4 separate regions of the Neogale vison genome follow, and all the other regions are linked to region 1. A link is a contact called in public Hi-C data. All regions are on one chromosome and are shown on one strand. Each heading gives the region's core, a stretch centred on a gene start, on an enhancer-like site or on the middle of the called end of the contact. The rest is flanking DNA. Distances are from core to core; before and after follow the strand shown. Region 1 holds the start of BCL6 (B-cell lymphoma 6 protein). Region 2 holds the start of LOC122908796 (lipoma-preferred partner). Region 3 has its middle 270 kb from the start of BCL6. Region 4 overlaps LOC122908796 (lipoma-preferred partner).

What was found. A called contact is a pair of places that touch in the nucleus more often than the background predicts.
Region 2: a contact with region 1 is called in a Hi-C map of fibroblasts, with 10 times the contacts expected there. The contact joins the promoter of LOC122908796 here to the promoter of BCL6 in region 1. A contact is called at or near these places in 2 of 3 Hi-C or Micro-C datasets (fibroblasts and muscle).
Region 3: a contact with region 1 is called in a Hi-C map of fibroblasts, with 14 times the contacts expected there. The contact joins the enhancer-like site here to the promoter of BCL6 in region 1. A contact is called at or near these places in 2 of 3 Hi-C or Micro-C datasets (fibroblasts and muscle).
Region 4: a contact with region 1 is called in a Hi-C map of fibroblasts, with 19 times the contacts expected there. The contact joins the enhancer-like site here to the promoter of BCL6 in region 1. A contact is called at or near these places in 2 of 3 Hi-C or Micro-C datasets (fibroblasts and muscle).

Annotation. Positions count from the first base shown.
Region 1 is chr6:110,162,272-110,164,971 of ASM_NN_V1, reverse strand. BCL6 (B-cell lymphoma 6 protein) reads left to right here and starts at 1,399. Exons shown (of 9, transcript XM_044251971.1): 1 at 1,399-1,470.
Region 2 is chr6:110,525,670-110,528,369 of ASM_NN_V1, reverse strand. LOC122908796 (lipoma-preferred partner) reads right to left here and starts at 1,373. Exons shown (of 14, transcript XM_044251981.1): 1 at 1,258-1,373.
Region 3 is chr6:110,431,649-110,434,380 of ASM_NN_V1, reverse strand. No RefSeq gene overlaps it. Among named protein-coding and RNA genes, the nearest start is that of BCL6, 270 kb to the right of the region's middle. Within about 2 kb of position 1,465, the one cell type or tissue checked has open chromatin away from gene starts, as enhancers often do. A contact at or near this core is called in fibroblasts, where this site is marked.
Region 4 is chr6:110,622,302-110,625,001 of ASM_NN_V1, reverse strand. The region is part of intron 2 of LOC122908796 (lipoma-preferred partner); the gene reads right to left. Among named protein-coding and RNA genes, the nearest start is that of BCL6, 460 kb to the right of the region's middle. Within about 2 kb of position 1,406, the one cell type or tissue checked has open chromatin away from gene starts, as enhancers often do. A contact at or near this core is called in fibroblasts, where this site is marked.

The sequences.
Region 1 (2,700 bases), core at 150-2,649:
TGCCGCGCGCTGTAGTTGTAGCACAGGCTGTTCTAAACACACGCAGTATCTGTGATACTGGCACGGCAGGCCTTTAGAATTCCCTCCGGCTGATCTCTTAAACACAGACAGAAGAGATTTTTTTACAACGACCTTGAAACGAGCCGGGCGTGGGGGGGAGCGCGGGGGATCGAGACCTTAAGAAAAAGCAAAACACAAACATGTATTTGGTTCACCTAATTTGGTAGAACACACGCGTACACATACCCAAACACACACACGTTTCTTTCAACAAGAAATGTCCGAACAGTCAACAATAACAGAAAGAGTAAACCCACCACTTGCTGTCCTGGAAAGAAATAAACCAAACCAAAACAAATCCTTTGAACATGTCCCTCAAGTGCAGGAGAGCCTCCTCTCAGTAAAAAAAAAGAAAAAAAAGTCCAAGGGAAAAAGAAAATTGCACCCCCCCCCAAAAAAAGTGGGGGTTGGGATTGTTACATGCGATCAAAAATTGAAGCCGCTCTCAATAGTCTCAATATTAAAATAACACATCTTCTTTAAAGCGCTTGAGCGATTAGAAAGTGGGGGTGGGAAGCACACACACACAAAACAAAATCCAACCGACGCGGGATCCTAGTATTTACGTAACACCACAAACTTGCAAAAGGCAAAAATCAGAAGAAGAAAAAAATCCGAAAATCATCAAAATACAACCACCAAAAAAAGGAAAAAAAAAATCCCAAGCCACCACATCAACAAGGAAAAAAAACAACAAAAGAAAACCGAAAGACGTCCCAAATAAAATAAAGCAAATGAACCCACCGAAAACTGCTTGGCAAATATTTTTCTCGTGGTGCCTAATATTCTAGCTGGAAAGAGCTGTGGTGTTTATTGTTTTTTTCTCTTACTCGCCTCTAAAGCTACTATATATAACAGACTTTTTCCAACGGGTCGAACCTCTCTCTCCCTTTTGTGTATTTAGCTCGAGTAGCTGAGTTTATGGGTAAGAGAGGAGGAATTAGCCCCAGACCCCGGGAAAGCAAAGCGCACTCCCCCTCTTATGTCACCGAATAGCAAATTAGTTCTCAGAATTCCAGAGGCCGAGCTTTGCTACAGCGAAGACGCCGACGTCACAGAGGGGGCGCCCACGTGACGCTGGCGGAGCAGACTGTACCATCGTGCGGGGCCCCGGGAGGGAGGGACGCCGTCTGGCCCCTCGAGCCTCGAACCGGAACCTCCGAATCCGAGACGCTCCGCAGCTGAGGACCTCGAAATCTTCTGGGAACTGGAAAAATATTGTGGCTTTGAGGGCTTTCCATGGGCTAAGAGAGGCAAAAGTCCCGGAGAGCTGACACCGAGTCCTCCCCTGCCTCGTAGCAGTGGTAAAGTCCGCAGCTCAAATTCCGAGAATTGAGCTCTGTTGATTCTTAGAACTGGGGTTCTTAGAAGTGGTGATGCAAGAAGTTTCTAGGAAAGGCCGGACACCAGGTGATTATTGCTGTTGCTGCTGCCGCTGCTGCTGCTGCCGCCGCCGCCGCTGGTGCCGCTGGTGCCGCTGCCGCCGCCGCTGCTCATGATCATTATTTTACCTTTTAATTCTTTTTTTTTCCGCTCTTGCCAAATGCTTTGGCTCCAAGTTTCCTATGTGTATCTATTGATATAAATGTATATATTTATTTATTCTAGCTGTCAGGTGTTAAAATAAATGCCGAAGATTAGTCCCACGTCTCTCCCACTCTAGGATATAGATTTTTATATATTTGTTATTTTATTCTTGTTGTCTTTGAGTGAATCGGCCGGTTTGGGGAGGCTTTTGCCACCCTCCCTTGTGTTGTTTTGGTTTTGGAAAAGGAGGTGGAGGAGAGGAAGGAGGGGAATTAGGGGGCGGCCGGAGCCGAGAGGACGAGACAGTGTTCGGGGGGTGCTCCGGGCAAGTCTGGGGGCTGTCTGGCCCCAGACGACGGAGAGGACGCGCGCTCGCGCTCTCGCTCTTTCTGCTGCTGCTTGCGTACGGCTTGTGATCTCGCTGGATTCGGGCGGCTGTGTTTTTTCCCTCTTTTCTCGCTTGCAAACTGCCTTCCTCGCTCCCTCGCTCCTGCCTCCTCTTCCCTCCCTCCCTCCTCCTTTCCCTCGCCTCTCCTTCCTTCTCCTCTCCCGTCCTTCTTGGTGACTCCGGGAGGCGAGGAGGGAGGCTGCCCGCTCGCTCGCCCCGCTGGCTCCCTTCCACCGGCCTCGCTCCTCTAGATTCCCTGCCTCCGAGCCGAGATTTGGGAGGAAAAATGCAAGCGAACTCCTCGGGTTTTGTTTTTCTCCCCCCTCCTCCCCCTTAAGCCCAGTTGAAGTATCGTTTCTACTATTTCCTTTTAGATCCGCGGTCTTCCTAACGAGATCCGAGTGTTCTGGTGTCCCCTTTGGTGGACCCCTTTGGTGTCCCCTTACCCTGTGTTTTGGGGGAGGTTTAGCTTGCCTGGGGGCGGGGATGTTGAATACTTTGAAAATTATTCTTTCTTGGTTGCAGTCAAGGGAGTCGGGAACCCCCGCGCGCTCCCTCTCCTCATCCTGAGGGGAGAGACTGGTGGCGGGACAGGGATTTGGGGGGTGGGTGGCAAAGGGGTGCGCGTTTGCACCTGCGGTGCTGTTTAGCGTGCGGGGACTCTGGGAACCTTCACAGGACGGCCCAGCCGAGCGGGAAGGTGGCGGGATTTCTGGCGGTCGCGG
Region 2 (2,700 bases), core at 124-2,623, 360 kb before region 1:
ATTCTGGGTTGAAGGCAGGAAGGCAGTGAATTCCTGGGAGGGGGAGGGAAACCAGAGAGCCCTTTCAGTTCCCAGAGTACTCCTTAATCCCAAAGGCGTCGCTCTGTAGAGTACTCAGGCACAATTCCACTCTATCTCATCTCATGCACCCCCTCCATCCAACCCTAAGCCCCCAACAATCACATTTAGAATTTCGTCTCCACTCTCTGTATTTTATTTAGCCTTCTCTGCTCTGCATCCCCCACCCCCACCCCTGCACAAATGGCCTTCCTGTCCCTGGCTGGCTTCAGGAAACCCCCTATTCTTCAAAGCCTTGACCAAGCGCGGCCCCTCCAAATGGGAAAATCAAACTCCCTTCCTTAAGCGCCTGAACTTTACCCATGCCTACCCCCTCCCCGCCCCACCCCTCGCCGCACACCGCACTTTATCTCCGGTCAGCTTGGGTGCCACGGTTGACTGTGCGCTCCCTGAGGGAAGGGACTGGGCCCCAACACCCTCTCTGAGCTCGCACACCCAGCACAGAACGTGGCACACAATGGGTGCTGGAGAAATGCTTGGAGAAAAAGAACCAGGAGTTGGGAACCATCTATGTCAGTTTGGCTCGGCCTCCAGAGAGTGACTCCGGGGAGGCCCTCCTTCTCCCTGGGCCTCAACTGAGCCGACTGTAAAATGGGGGGACTCGAATTACTAGGTTCCTAGGCCCTTTCCGCTGTGACAACTGAGATTCCGCGAAAGCTCCAAGCTGCTGGGTGTGGCCCCGCCCCCTGGACGCCCTGAATAGCCCGGGCAGGGGGCGCTCAGGGAAGGGCGCCAACCCCGCCCAGCCCCAGGTCCGCGCTTCCCGAAAACTCGGGGTCCCCCTCCCCCATGCGTGCACCCCGTGATTGCGCCGCGGCCGGCACTTCCGCACCGCGGGCCCTGGGGCCGGGGCTGGGCGCGCGCTCCGCGCCCTGCGCCCCGCGCTCCTGCCTCCCCGGAGCGCTTGCGCCCGGGGAGGGCCGGGGGTTCCCGAGGCGCCCGCGAGCGGAGGGTGGGGGGGAAGGAAGGAGGATTTGCAACAATACCTCGGGGAGGAGGCAGCCGGGGCAGCGGCGGCGGCGGCGGCGGCGGCGGCGGCGGCTGGAGGCGGAGGCAGAGGCGAAGGAGGAGGTGCCCGGGCACTCCCCCTCCCATTGTCCCCGGCCCCGGACAGGCCCGGCCCCGCGCCCCGCACCGCGCCCCGCGCCCCGCGCCCCGGGCCGTGCAGCCAGCCCTTACCTTGCAGCGCTCGGCTCTCCCCTGCTCGCTAGCGCTACTTATCCCGGGAAAGCTCGCGCGGGTCCGGGAGCGGACCCACAGACAAAAAGTGAAACTTCGGCAGGACTGGAGCGGCTGCTGGTTGGTGCCTTTCCCCCTCCTTCCTCCCCACCGTCCCCACCCCCTCCCCTCGGGCTCCCGTGCGGTGCCCTGAGAGCTGGAGGCTGACGTCAGGGGCCTGAATTCCTGACTTTGCCTGCACGCATTTGTCCATGTAAGGTATGGGAAAGCGTGTGCCCGCGGGGCCGCCGCGCTGCGCTCGCCAGGCGGGGGAGGGGGCGCCCGCTGGGGCTGCGGCTGGGCCAGAAGGTGGGCGCGCGGAGGGCATGTTACTTCCTGGGAGGAAGAGGAGGAGACGCGGGGATGCAGGGAGCTTGCAAAGGAGGAAGGGAATGAGGGAGGTGTGGAGGCTATGCCTGCACTGGAGGAGGAGGAAGCAGACGTAGAAGGAGGAAGCGGCTGAGTGGAGGGGCTGCTGAAAAAATGAGGGGACCGTGTCTACTATGGAAGCGCCAATTCAGCAGAAGAGATCCTGCCATGGAATTCCCTTCTGAAATCTTGCTCCTGAGCCTCGCCCTGGCGTCCCAGCAACACTCAGAACCTACTGGATGGCAGAGAGGGCCAAGACCACTTCACACAGGAGAAAACTGAAGCCTGGAAAGAGAAATGACTTGCCCAGGGTCATACACAACACAGATTCAAGCGCGGGACCGGGATGCTTAGACTCCCAGCCCTGTCCCCCGCTGCCAGGCAGGGTCCTGACTCCCTTCGTCCCACTGAGCCATGAAACAGGCTATGTGTCCCTGGACAACGCGTACCACCCTGTAAGAGTTTGCCAACTTCTCCTGGTCCCTGAGTCAGTTCCTGGAAGTTTCTGATTGACAGCCCTGAGTAGCAGTGACAATCAGTTGCTTCCGGTCAGCTTCCTCTGTCCTGTACTCAGAGGAACCCCTGCAGGTTAGCATTTACTTCCCAGCCTTGTCCTGGAAGCCCAGAAAGCTTGCTGTGAGCTTATATTTTCAAAAAAAAAAAAAAAAAAAAAGTGGAGGAGGGAATCTGTGAACTGGGTGAACTGGTTTGAATAGAGGCAAGCCTGTTCTTGGAAGGTTTGAGTCGTATTTTTTTCCCTCTGACATTTGTAAATAGAAGCAACCATGAAAACCACCATTTACTTTGTTAAGAGGTTGTAATGTTCAGCAGCTAGTGCCTGGAAGGCACTCCAAGGCTGTGGACTTTGTTTCTTTGTTTCTGGCCTCCTGGTACGTAAAATAACCATCCCTCACCTCAGCATATCATGAAAGTGCTTTTTCACAGGTTTATTAGGTCTTTGTGTTGGGTGGAACAAATTGTAGTCCCTCTTTAGTAATCTGAGGATAAAAAAAAACAGGTAAAATGATTTGCCCC
Region 3 (2,732 bases), core at 216-2,715, 270 kb before region 1:
GAAATCGACACATCCCAGACTCAGCTTGACCAGATTTTCAGCTACTGTCTTCATCAGTCTGCCCTAAGTAGGCACTTAGGCAAGGGGAGAAGCTTTTGGTGGGCCAGAGTCTGGGGACCCCAGGTGTGGTCTAGATTATGTGTGTGACTCATGTGATGTCAGGAACACCACTTTTCTTTAAGGGAGCTCAGTTTCTTCAGCTGTGTTGAGATTGGATTAATCAGTATACTTCCAACTTCTAAAGTCACTGGATTTTTTTTTTTTTTTTTTTTTTTGAGAATGCTGTGGGAACCTAGCATGTATACATGGTGAAAGGGGTGGGGCCGAGGGCTCAGAGCCCCTTCGTTTAATCCATTCTTGTGGCCAGGGGACCCATGCGTGGATGCTAGTGTAGAAACCATTGGATAACTTCTAAAGGCCCTTCCAGCTCCGACACTGACCTTGAGAGACCAGTAATGTCTTCAAGAGGGATTTTAAGCCCCTGAGGAGTTGCAGTGAGCACAGAACTCAGGATGTGGAACTGGGTGGACAGGAAGAGGGGTTGTGACGGGGTAATAAAGAGGAAAATGTGGGGTGGAGGGTAGTATGGGATGGGGCACCGCACTTTACAGTTTATGAAGTATTTGCACATCCATCGTTTGTCTCTTCTGAGTTTGCCCAACCCTGTATATTCAGGCGATTACACAAGACCTCAAAGGCAGCCCCGTTCCTGGCCGTAGAGTTCAGGAACTTAAAGAGGAAGAAGAGACCATTTGAGCCTCAAGGAGCTTACCATCCACTAAAGGAAAAGGCACGTAAACAAATCACTGTCACGGGCAAACAGCAAGCCTCTAAGAGAGGTGCTTGCAAACGCTGAGGAGAGCAAGAAAGGCCACATTTCTCCAGGGAAGGGAGGAAGGGGGTCGTTCCCTGGGCCCTGAGCTCTGGCAGCTTGAGGAGACATGGCTCCTGGGGGCGAGGGGAGGAGTCCCAGAAAGCTGGTCCTGGGGTAGGGGAGCAGAGGTGAAGCCTTAAAGGTAACCTGACTGGGAAGGGCTTTGAAGGCGATGCAAAGAATCTAGAACCTGTGGCACTTGGAATCTGTTCCCTAGATGAGGAAGCAGCCTCCGAGTCAGGACCTTGGCCTGAGCCACCCCCCTGTCCGGAAGGGAGCTGCGGGGCTCCCCCTACCACCCCAGCCCTGTGTCTTGGTGCTCCTTCTGCTACCCTGTGCTGCCTCCAGCAGGCCTGAGCTGAGGCAGGCCGCGCGTGGGAGAGGCCTCCGGGCTGTTTATCCTGTTCGCTGGGGCTGGCCCTGGCCCCGAATGGAAGTGGGTGGGGTGGGGGCCCTGGGGGGGGGAGGGGCCTGCCAACAAGGGCTACATTCAAGGCCTGCACTGGAGCCGGGGCGAGGAGAATGGAAAGCTACAGTCTGTCGGAGCGGCCAGCCTTGGCAAGGCGGCCGGGGCCTTATAAGGAAATGTTGTTCTCTCTGAGCCAGTGGGGCTGGGACGGAGCCCTGGGCCCACAGGACAGAGCTGCCCTTGTGGTGGTAGGCCGGGGGTGCCAGCCGCCCCTGCGCTGGGAGCCTGGGCTCTCAATGGGCCACTTCTGCGGGCTCAGCATTCCCTCACAGCCCCCGCGAGTGAGGGGGCCCCCACCCCCTCCACGCCTTCACTCCCCAGCGCCCTGGGCTGATTGGAGGAAAGGAAAAAAACAAAACAAAACAAAGACTTGGCCAGATCCCAGGCCTCATTGCTGTTTGATGCTGAATTACCCAGAACGCAGGCTCAAGTCAAATTCTCTTTTCCCTGAAGGAATCTTGAGTAAAGGGATCACTCTTTGCCCTCTTTCCCTTCCCTGCACCCTTGTCTGTCTCCTCCTCCTTGTGATCACAGAACGGGCAGGGCTGGGCCCTGTTCTGTGCAGAAAGGCAGGATCTGAGACCCCGCAAAGGAAGACACCCGCAGGAAGGCAAGGGCTGCTGGGGCAGCTCTCGGAGGAGAAGGGCGACTCTCTTCACCCTTGTTACCTGGGTCTGGGGGGACAGAGGGCCTGAGAGACACAGCAGAGCCAGAGGAAAAACCGAGCCAGCCCAGGAAGCAACAACAGAAGAGAGTGTCAGCATTAGTCAGCTCCTGGAAGGAGCGCCTTTCCACAGCATGCCATGAGGGCTGATTTAAAGTATTGATCCCTCAGGGATGTCCCTGAACCCGAGATTAGGATAGGAGCAGGAAAGATGCTTAGTGTGGCCTTTTGCTTTGCCTATTCATAGACTCATAGATACACGAAACCCTGGAGTTAGGAGGGAACAGGTCAGCCAGCCCGGCTCTGCACCTGGAACAAACGTGGCGGACTTTCAACCAGCCTGTGCTCTCCCAGCGACTGTGAACTTGCTCCCTCTGGTCAGTCTCCGGTATCTACAGGTGACCCCCTGCATGTCAGCCACCCTGAGGACACAGTCTAGGGCAAAGCTCTGAGAGGCACACAATGAGCCAAATACAAGGGAGAAAGTAATACGTCCTAGCAAAAACACAAAGATGCTCTTAAGAGTTGTGATGAGGGAGAAATTCCTCGTGACTAGATGTACAGAGCGGTGGGCAAGAAAAGGTCTTGTCGGAGAGATGGCATTTGGGGTGAAGAAAAGCTGAGTTCACAGAGTGACATATGAGAGCCTGGAAAACGGGGGAGTGGCCGGCATGAACCGGCCCGGGATGGTGGCAAAGCTAGATGCTTGTTGGGCATCTGCAGGG
Region 4 (2,700 bases), core at 157-2,656, 460 kb before region 1:
TGCATCCAACCCTTGGTTTTCCACTCAGGTCATGATCTCAGGGCCGTGAGTTCAAGCCCTGCATTGGGCTCTGTGCTCAATATGGAGTCTGCTTAGGATTCTCTCTCTCCCTCTCCCTCTGCCACTCCTGCTAGTTCTCTCTCTCTCAAATACATAAATAAATCTTTAAAAAAAAAAAAAAAAGCCACCTGAAAAATAGCTTGACTGCCATGCTCCTCCTTCCAGCAATGTTCCTGAGACAGAGGCCATAGCCCAGAACACCCTCCCCCCACAACGTGTCAAGGATTCCTGTAAACTGCCACTCGGCATAGAACCAATGAATAATAATGAAGGGCTAGCCAGGGGTACCCTGACTCACAAGCCAGGCATGGCCCAGTGAGGAGGCCCAGGGAAGAGTCACCCAACGTGACCAAGCGAAAAGGCCTTCATCGCATAGACTTTCATAGCCAGCGTGAGGAAGCAGTAAGGGCTATGTTTCCCTCTGGGCCACATTTCTTCATCGACATAGGTCCCACTTTCTCACTGTTGAGAGACATCCGGGGGGCAGGAAGTTTAAAGAAGGCAGTACAGTGGTCCTAGGGGCTGCCAGCAGTCTTGACGTGCCTCGGGACAGTGGTTTTCAAAGTGGGTTCCCCAGAGGCACAGGGTTCCGGAAAGATAAGTGGGCCCGGTGTGGAAGCTTATTGGATCTTCCAAATGTAACCACAGCACCCCCATGAACTACCCTGTGGTTATCTCCTATCCTGGGATTTCACATCACACATCATGAGCAGCTGGAAATAGGAGTCCACAAAGGAGAAAACCCAAAGAGCCTACTGTCCAAAGTCATACAGCCAGTATATGCCTTCCTGGAGGAAGGCGTGGGAATGACAGGCTAGTGAGAAACAAGCAGGGAAAGTAGATAAGAAAACTCCAGAGAGATCAACCCAGCACCCCCAGAAGGCTGGAGCTCTCTAGAAAGATCTGAGAAGGAAGAAGCGAAGGATGATGGGAGCCAGGCAGAACAGAACATCCCAGGTCTGGAACTCCGTCCCTTCTCTCCTCTGTGCTCATGTCTGGGACTTCACTCCCAAGCGAACCACCCTGGGAGAAAGGCCTTCCTGCTTGGTGCTGGGATCTGGAAGGGGAGGGGAAAAGCTGCCCCAGAGGGCAGCACGCACTTTTATTCTTTCTCTGACGATGCGTACGGCACACTGGCCCCTCGGCAGGGGGAGAAAGACCTCTGAGACAACCACAGACTTGAGCTTTTCATTCCTCCATCTTTACACAGGCCAAATAGGGATAAGGGAGCCACATCAACCCCAGAGCTGTCTGGCAAAAGCACAGGGAGGGCCTCCAATCTGCTTAGTAACAGCAATAGAAAGTGCTAAATGAGTGAGTCAAGAAATATTTCTGGAAGAGCTATTCAACTGGAATGCTTGGAGAGCCACCCGCATTGCAATAACTCGATCTGTCCTCATCTTTTAGCACACGCACGAGCCCGGCTTGAAAAAGGGACTTCACGGCTCCAGAGGCAGCCAAATAAATAAATAAACACGCAGCAATCTCTCGGCGGCTTACTGAAGTTACCGGGAAGAAAGTTATGTCCGCAATAAGGATGTGATTTCATTCTTCTCTCCCTGTCTCCTTTCGCATCTTTTCCCCAACCACTTTTGGTAGTGAGCAGTTTGTCACGCATCCAAGGGAAGCGACACAGCCTCCTGCGTGGCCGATCCATCTAAAAAACATATCATCTGTCTGTGCGGCAGAAAGCCCAGTTGGAATAAGCAAGTTCTGTGCGTTCAACTAGAAAACACTTCTTGTTCTCGCTGTCAAAATAATTCTGTATTAAACTTCTGGGATATGTGACTAATGTGCCTGGAACCTTTTGGAGCGACTGGTTTATTTATTTTAGGGAGGGGAGCGCGGCTGCTGGCAGCGGGGGTGGTGACAGAGAAAGAGGAGGAGGAGGAAGAGAAGAGGGGAGGAATGGGAAACAGGAACAGGCAGAGAGGGGCTGCCCGGAGAGCTCGAGCAGCAGCCCCTGGAACCAGCACTGCCAAGCTGCTTCCCCCAGAAGCATCTCGAGAAGGAGCCGGGCCAGGCCAGGAGAGAGAAGAGAAGACAGATAAAGGTTGGCAGTGCACACTTCCCAGAGTCAAGGTTGCCCAACAGTTCCTCAAAAGACTCGGAAAATGAAAAAGTCAAAGCAAAACAAAACACACACACACACTTCACCAGAGTAATCCTATCACAGTTCCTTCCAAAACCCATAAAAGCTCCCTACTGCTTACAGGAAAAAGCCCCAAATACAATAGAGGCACATGTTAAACTCCAATGATGTGACGGCAATGCCTTCTCCGAGCGCACCTTCTAGACTCAGCCTGCCATCCCCAGTCCCTCTGCAGATTCGCACGCCTCTGCGGATCCCTCCCTCTCGAAGACACAGCTCTCCTCCCTTGTTGATCACAGCCTAGCAATCTTTCAAGACCTAGAACAGCAAAGCCTGCCCCACTGGCAGCCAATAGACCCCGTACTCTCTGCACGCTTGTAACTCCGGTGTTGATCGGAGCTGGCAGCCTGCCTCCAGGTACCCATGGCTTGCTGGCACACCTGTCTGCCCACTCCCTTGCCCACCCTCTCTCCCTGGAAACCAGCCTCTCCGAAGCACCCCCAGTGTGCGTGCACACATCAGTACTGACTGTCCAGCCATCAGGGGTC